Regions from separate parts of the Zea mays genome. Here region 2 is linked to region 1. Evidence: chromatin contacts called from public Hi-C data. All regions are on one chromosome and are shown on one strand. Each heading gives the region's core, a stretch centred on a gene start, on an enhancer-like site or on the middle of the called end of the contact. The rest is flanking DNA. Distances are from core to core; before and after follow the strand shown.

Region 1 (3,520 bases), core at 674-3,173:
TCCGGACTAGAGTTTAGTCAAGTTTTGGATGTCAATTAGGACCATGAGCTAATTATAAAACTGATTGTATAAATTATGGCTAATTCGTGACACAAATCTATTAAGCCAAGTTAATCTATGATCAGCCCATGTTTCGCTACAGTAAACATGTTCTAATCATGGATTAATTAGACTCAATAGATTCGTCTACAGAATTAGCCACTACTTATGCAATCAGCTTTATAATTAGGTTCTGTCTAATCCTTCAAATCGACATCCGAAAAACCAAACTAAACTTTAGACGGGGGTATCCAAACACCCCCATAATCGACGCACCATAAAGACAGAGATCCAGCATCAAGAACTTAAACACCAAAAATAATCTATCTCCCAAGGTACTGAATCAAAGGTATATATATCTCTCTTTCACCTTATGGAGAACTTGGGATAAGGTTGGACCAGATCTCTGGGATCCTGGCTCGGCGGCCCCTCGGCCACGGAGGTTGCCGGATCAGTGCTCACACCCGGGCCAGTAGACTTGAAGGAACATGAGGGGCCTGAAGGCTGCTCACTGGATAACATCTGATGAACGCCTTCGCTGCTCGCCCCAGATCTGCTGCTGCTACAGTCGGCACTAAGAACCCAAGAGCTGTGAAGCAATTGGGTCTGCTCTTATCCTTACACTCCAGCATACCAAGTTGGTAAATTCAACAGGTGGAGTGCGAGAAACTTCGCTTCCTTGGCCGCCCACTATCTCAATTCTCATCAGGCACCTGCAGAAAGAAACCAAGGTACATATTATTTCATGTCCACACAACCAAACCAGCTGTTCTTTGGGAATATAATGGCATGATTTTATGCTGATCGATGCAGCAAGAGAGAGATAGATGCAGAGAGGAGAGGACAAGAGCGGAGGGAGCTGCCCTCGAAGTAGCACAAAAGCACATAAAATATCATCCCGGGGCAAGGTGGTGAACGGGCTAGTCTTGGAGCAGATTAAGGGGAAGTCTACACGGATCATGCAACTCTTGCAAAGGATTCGCAGAAAGGGAACAGCAGGAAGAAGACATGAACAGTTGCCAAGCACTGGAGGGTAGCTTGTATGGTAGTGCTTTCTTGATGGGGAAATAAATAGCAAAAGAAGAAAAGAGTAAAGGGAGCTTATTAACTAGAGATATGGCGAGAAACCAATAAAAAGTAAGGATTTTCTGTTGCTTCATCACTGGCCTAATCGGGGATTTATGTGGCTTGGATATGGACGACGAGGCATGGGAGGACGTACAGGAAGGAGTTCGAGAACGGGGGCCTAATCCGTACCAAATCTGGAAAAGGCAGATGCAGGGATCGGGAAACTTTGCCGGTAGCCAAGAACAACACAAGCAAGCACGAAAAGCAGCGGAGATCTAGCGCTCAGTCACAAGCAGTGAGAGAAGCACGCGAGAAATCCCAACTCCGCCTGAAGAGATCCATTCCGCAGACGCCAATCTTCCAGTTCCAGCGATGAGTCTCGTAAGGGGAAGCGACGCGCAAGAGCAGGGAAAAATCCAACAGAGCGGATTCAAGTCAAGCAAATCGAGAACCGCCTACGAAGTCACCGCACGTACTAACTCGGAGAACTCCGGCAGTTCTCTTACCTTTTCTTCACAGCCGCTCACCGAGCGGCGCCCGCGCGCGCGGGAGTGAGCATCCTGCCTGTAGATCCACGCAGCGAACAGGCGGGGAGGAGGGCGAGGGGCTCGGAGCTCTATGGTGGTGGTGGCTTCGATTTCTGGGGGCTGAAGCAGACGGAGAAGGGAGAAGAGAACAGGAGACGGGGGAGGGGAAGCGAGGCAAGGAAAAAGGGAAGAAATGTTTTTTTTTTGGCTTGCTATGTATTCCACCACCACTTTCTCTCTCTCGGCACCACGCTGTCTGTGTGCGAATAGCCGAATACTCTACTCGCTCGGTGGCAAGATAGATAACGCATTAGACGACGCATTATATTATATTTGATCATTTATTTTAGGGCCTATTTATTTAAGACTATAATCTATCCAAGTTTTAAATAAATTAGATTATATAATCTGATCATATCATATTATAATCCTACACAAACAAACAAACAGACTCTTAATCGGTTTTCTATAAATAATAAAGTAAATAAATCGTTATTAAAATATATCTAATAATAAATAATTAATATTTATATAACAATTTTAAAAAGGATGAACTATGTGTCTAAACGTTATAAAAAATATTGAGACAGAGAGTACTCCGAAATTGCTGCAGAAAAAAAAAAGATTAGAAGAGAGAAGGAAACGCCAACCACTCACACATAAAAGGCATCTGGTTCTCCACCAAGCCAAGCCAAAGGCGGGGCTGGCTAGCTGGCTGTACTCACTCGGTCACGCCTTGTGTTTCCAATTTATTCTGAAATATTTATAATTTATTTTAAAGCAAGTATATTTCTAGATATAAGACGATCTAGCTAGTTTTTTATATTTCTTATTTCTAAAGTGAATGGTTTTTTATAATTCTTTATTGAAACTTTAAAAGTGTATTTATTTTAGAACGGAACGAATACTGTTAGCTGCAGCCGTTCAAGAGGTGTATTTGCTTTTGAAGCGAGGAAAAAGAGGAGGCTCAGACTCATAGAGAGAGAAAGGGGAGCGCTGACGCAAGAAAATATGTGGGTTTTTTGTCGTATTCTACATTAACTATATTTATTTATATTTCGATCGTATTGAGTGCTCTTTCTCTCTCTTACCTTCTCTCTGTTGTCATCGATGGCCTTGTCTATATTTTCCACGCAACAATCGCTCTTCGCGAGGGTATATTTGGCCATTTCGAAAATTCTATTTTAAACCAACCACCACTATTCGATTTTGTTTTTTTACTACGAAATTAAGGGTCAAGATCCTTACAACGGAACTATTGATACTGCATAAATTTGCCATCTATCTGGCTTTAACGGGATTTTACACATTTTAGAAGTAATGAAAAAATGTTTCACTCCTTAAAATTTAATAACTATTTCATTAAACTAAAAAATACTAAACTAATGCCAAAGTTTTATATAAAATATAACACATCTTCTAGTTTTAATATAGAAATATAATGCAACGCTAGGACCTAGTTTTTGCCATCGAAAAAAATACAAGATGGCCTTAGAAATCACAAGTTGATAGTTCAATGCTAAGGACCCATAGTTTTAAAATTATGTAGCAAAAAATAAACTCGAACCAAAACTTCTCTTTTACTTTTAATACACTAAAGTGGTTGCTATTTATAATTGTGTAATCACTCCTCATGTTTATGGTTTTATAATGGACATAACTCTTTGTATAGACATTGAGGTACAGAGACACTTAGATGGAAGAGACCCGCTAATATGTCCATAATACCCACAACAATATGACATCAAGCTATTCCTCACTAAAGGACAAAACCTTATGCACTCCATGTAGGATTTGCAACTTGTACTTTTCTAGACAGTCCCTAAGGATCAGACCCATATCCAGAAAATATATTATAGAAAAGAGTTACATCCATGTTTACGATC
Region 2 (3,520 bases), core at 345-2,844, 210 kb after region 1:
TATGATAGCACATACGAGTCACTTGTTCAAGCTCAGTGCCATTGTAGTCCACCGAGAACCATCCCGAAGTAGGCACGCCATTGACGAGGTAGCTCTTCTGACCCTGCGCATAGAAATCTGGAATGTTCGTGCAGTTATCCATCTTGATGTCCGGCAGGCAAATGCCAATCTCATCCTTGGTCAGCCGCACATCGCAGTACAGTATCGTATCCGGCGAGCTAGCGAGCAGCGCAAATTGATAAGCGTATTCGCTTGAATCAGGGAATAACCCGGAGAATCCACCCTTGGCTACGATTGCTGGAGCCTTGCCTGAAAAAAAGATATAATGGGCATATTCTTTTTTAGCCTAGAGGATTGCCTGGAATCCATCCAAGAAGTAGAATGAGACTTGCTAAAATTCAGGTGCCTGAATTTTAGTTTTCTTTGAGACGTTGGTTATTGCATATACTTTATATTAAAACTATAGTTTTAGTTTGTTGCAATTTTTGTACGCACAATTTGCAAATTCAGTCCCGAGAATAAAATTCCCGTTGAACAAAAACACAAATCCGATAAATTTTGATTTATGTTGACACAAAAACAATTAAGAATCTACAATTGTTTCTATAGTCAGACAAGGACAAAAAATTGGTATGTCATAATAGAAAATAAATAAAAAATCACAAAATGAATAAATAAAAAATTTGATATGGCGTAATTTGTGTTGCTTGAAATCGTCTTAAAATCCAGGCACCTGAAGTATAGGAGAAGTGATACAAAATCTATAAAGGTGTACAGGCTACAGGATCATGTGTCATTTCTTCATCTGGAAAAACCACCAGCAGGTCCCAAGTAATAACGGCATGAACATCAGCTGAAACGGCCGCTAATCGACCAGAAAAGAAGGCGAAAAACATCTTGGTCGGCCCAAACCATCCCCTGACCTAAAATCCGAAATCCGCAGCTGAATGCTGGAATTCCGGCAATGCTAGAGTGCACGATAGACAGAACGAACGGGGCATTGTTACTAATTAGCTCTATCCACCATTATGGTTGCACATTTGTATGGACTTGCTGCTGGTTTCCTAGCTGCAATGGTCTATTTTGGAGATAAGAACGACATCATATTTTCATATGCGTATGCGTATATTCCAAAAAAAATGTAAAGAGAGAAGAGGAGCATAGAGGCTTCACCGCTCAATGTCTTCCAGGACGAGGCCTTCTGCGCGGCGGCGACGCCCAGCCACAGCAGCAGGAGCGACGCGAGAGCGGAGCAGGCACGGCCGCTCCTCATTGCCTCCGGCAGAGGGCTCAGCGCAAGCGGCCAGCTCCGGAAGCAGCGCGCTCTGGAGTCTGGACCGACAATGCCGCCCCCACCCGAGGCCGAGAAGGTAGCTAGGCAGCACCGCAGCAGTGATGGAGAGATCGCCGAGTCGCCGCACCGGCTTCGTGGTCGTATTTAAAGCTATGGACACCAAAGACGATGGAGCGCAGGGACGGTGAGGGGAACTGGGGAAGTAGTGGTGTCTGGTGATGAGCTGCGTTGGAAGCTGGAAGAGAGGTCGAGGAGGGAAGGGGAGAAACCAGAAACCAGGCAGGCACTGAACATACAGCAGAGGAAGGTGGTGGGTGGGGTACTCGTGGGGACTAGGGAGTAGTGGTGGTCAAATAATGACACAGCTGCCTCCATTGATGCCGCCACGACTGTTTGCTCGTTATTAGGGCTTGGGGGTACTACTGCCATGTCATTTCTTCCTACCACGATCCCAGTATGTTTAAAAGTGCTATATGCTGGCCATAAGAGACATGACGCAAAGCGTTAAGTTGTTTATGTGGCTTGCTCACTGTAGCATTCTACCGTGTTTCTGGTTTTACAATATTATACTTTACAATTGTCATGTTAATATCGTAGTTTTGGCAGCTTCAAAAATACCATGGTTTTAAGTAACATTATATGGATACAATATTGTAAACCATACTATTAAGCAAAAGCTAGCCATGTCATAAAAACTTTAGGTGGAAGCAGAGTTTCAATACTCCAAAAACACTATGGTATCTAGAATACCATAGTTTTAAAAACATAGTTTTTAGTATTGCAACCAAACACCCTATGATATAAAATATTGTGGTATTACTAAAAATCATAGTATTGTCTAGAAACTGTAAAAATATTTCACTCCCAAACAGTCCGTAACTAAACATATTACACTCCGATAATAAAAGGCTGAGAAAGGACGCAGTACATGGGTCTTGTATTTTTGTGAGAAAGATGATGCTACTGGTGGGGACGCTATTCCGTTCCCTTCGTTTCTTCAACCATACTCGGTACACATGGGGCATGTTTGCTTCGGCCTATGGCCATCAAAATCAGCTTCTATCTACTAAACGTATTTCATTTCTCACTGCGTTTATGTGAAAATTATCTAAATCAATGTGAACATAGAATCTGTCGCTTCTTAAATCCTAAATCATATATGCCCTTTTATTTTTCTCCGTAGGTAAGACCCGTGATATCCAGATTCTCATAACAGTTAGATTAATCTAGATTCTTAGAAAACCTGTCTAGATAAAAAAACAATTGTGACAAACATATTCTCTTCGGTATACTATTAGTTATCGTTTTAGACAATATTTGAGTCAAAGTTATAATTTTTTTGACTATAAATAACTATTTTATTATTTAGTTTTGAAACCTAATGTGTAAATGCAAGGTTTTGTCTTAACAAGTACTTTTATAAAAAATATAAATACATTAAGAGTTTATTTATATTAAAAATCATCAATCAAATTTATATTTTAGAGACTGTTCTAAACGACAACTAATAAGAAATCAGCGGGAGTATCAATAGAGCGCTATGCCTGCGTGGAAGTGAACTATGACCTACGTATTATGGATGGAGGAGTCCTCGAGCGAGTTCAGACCATTGCACAAAATGTCACGGTAGTACAGCTGGGCACAGCAGCATAGATGTTTGTGCACGCAGTCCTCGAGCGAGTCAGGTCGTCACGGCCTCACGGGAATGGAACGCGCTAACGAAATCATTAGCTTCCGCTGTTCCGGATTCCGGTGGTGGTGCGCGAGACCGACATGGACAACATATACTAGTTATTATGTCTTCCTTTTACGGACGAAGTGAGTCAGTATCTACCTGATCGTGCCGGTCGGTGTCCTTTTTCTGTTTTTGATTGGACGCCATGTGACATGTTGTGAGGCGTCTTCCCACCCAAAACTTTTACGGACCAAGTGGGGTCTGTGAGACTGTGTGAAGGTAGGTTTGAGAGTTTAGACAGTGTTTGCTTTACAACATACTCCCGTCGTCCAGAAGGAATGCAAACGGTATAAACAAGAATCTGGCTATGTTCTTCAGCACTAGTAGGGATGGTAATGGGCACGTACTCATCGAATAGTACCATTCTATACTCGTACTTATAAAAAAACTCTATCCATCGGATTACCCATTGTCGGCGTTTCGAGACAGGGGGGTCCCTAAGCCGACGAGTGAATGTGCTGCGTGCCCCAGCCCAGACGGGTCGAGCGCGT

The links. Hi-C and Micro-C count contacts between places; a contact is called where the count stands out from the background.
Region 2: a Hi-C map of tassel shows a contact between it and region 1, with 2.7 times the contacts expected there. The contact joins the promoter of LOC100382543 here to the promoter of LOC103641749 in region 1. A contact is called at or near these places in 3 of 25 Hi-C or Micro-C datasets (ear, leaf and tassel) and 1 of 3 datasets of contacts at active chromatin or transcription factors (leaf).

Annotation. Positions count from the first base shown.
Region 1 is chr10:127,088,031-127,091,550 of Zm-B73-REFERENCE-NAM-5.0, forward strand. LOC103641749 (hapless 8) reads right to left here and starts at 1,924. Exons shown (of 4, transcript XM_008665080.3): 1 at 1,614-1,924; 2 at 410-752. The coding sequence starts at 561.
Region 2 is chr10:127,301,221-127,304,740 of Zm-B73-REFERENCE-NAM-5.0, forward strand. It overlaps LOC100382543, which reads right to left and starts at 1,595. Exons shown (of 9, transcript NM_001175277.1): 1 at 1,174-1,595; 2 at 16-309. The coding sequence starts at 1,273.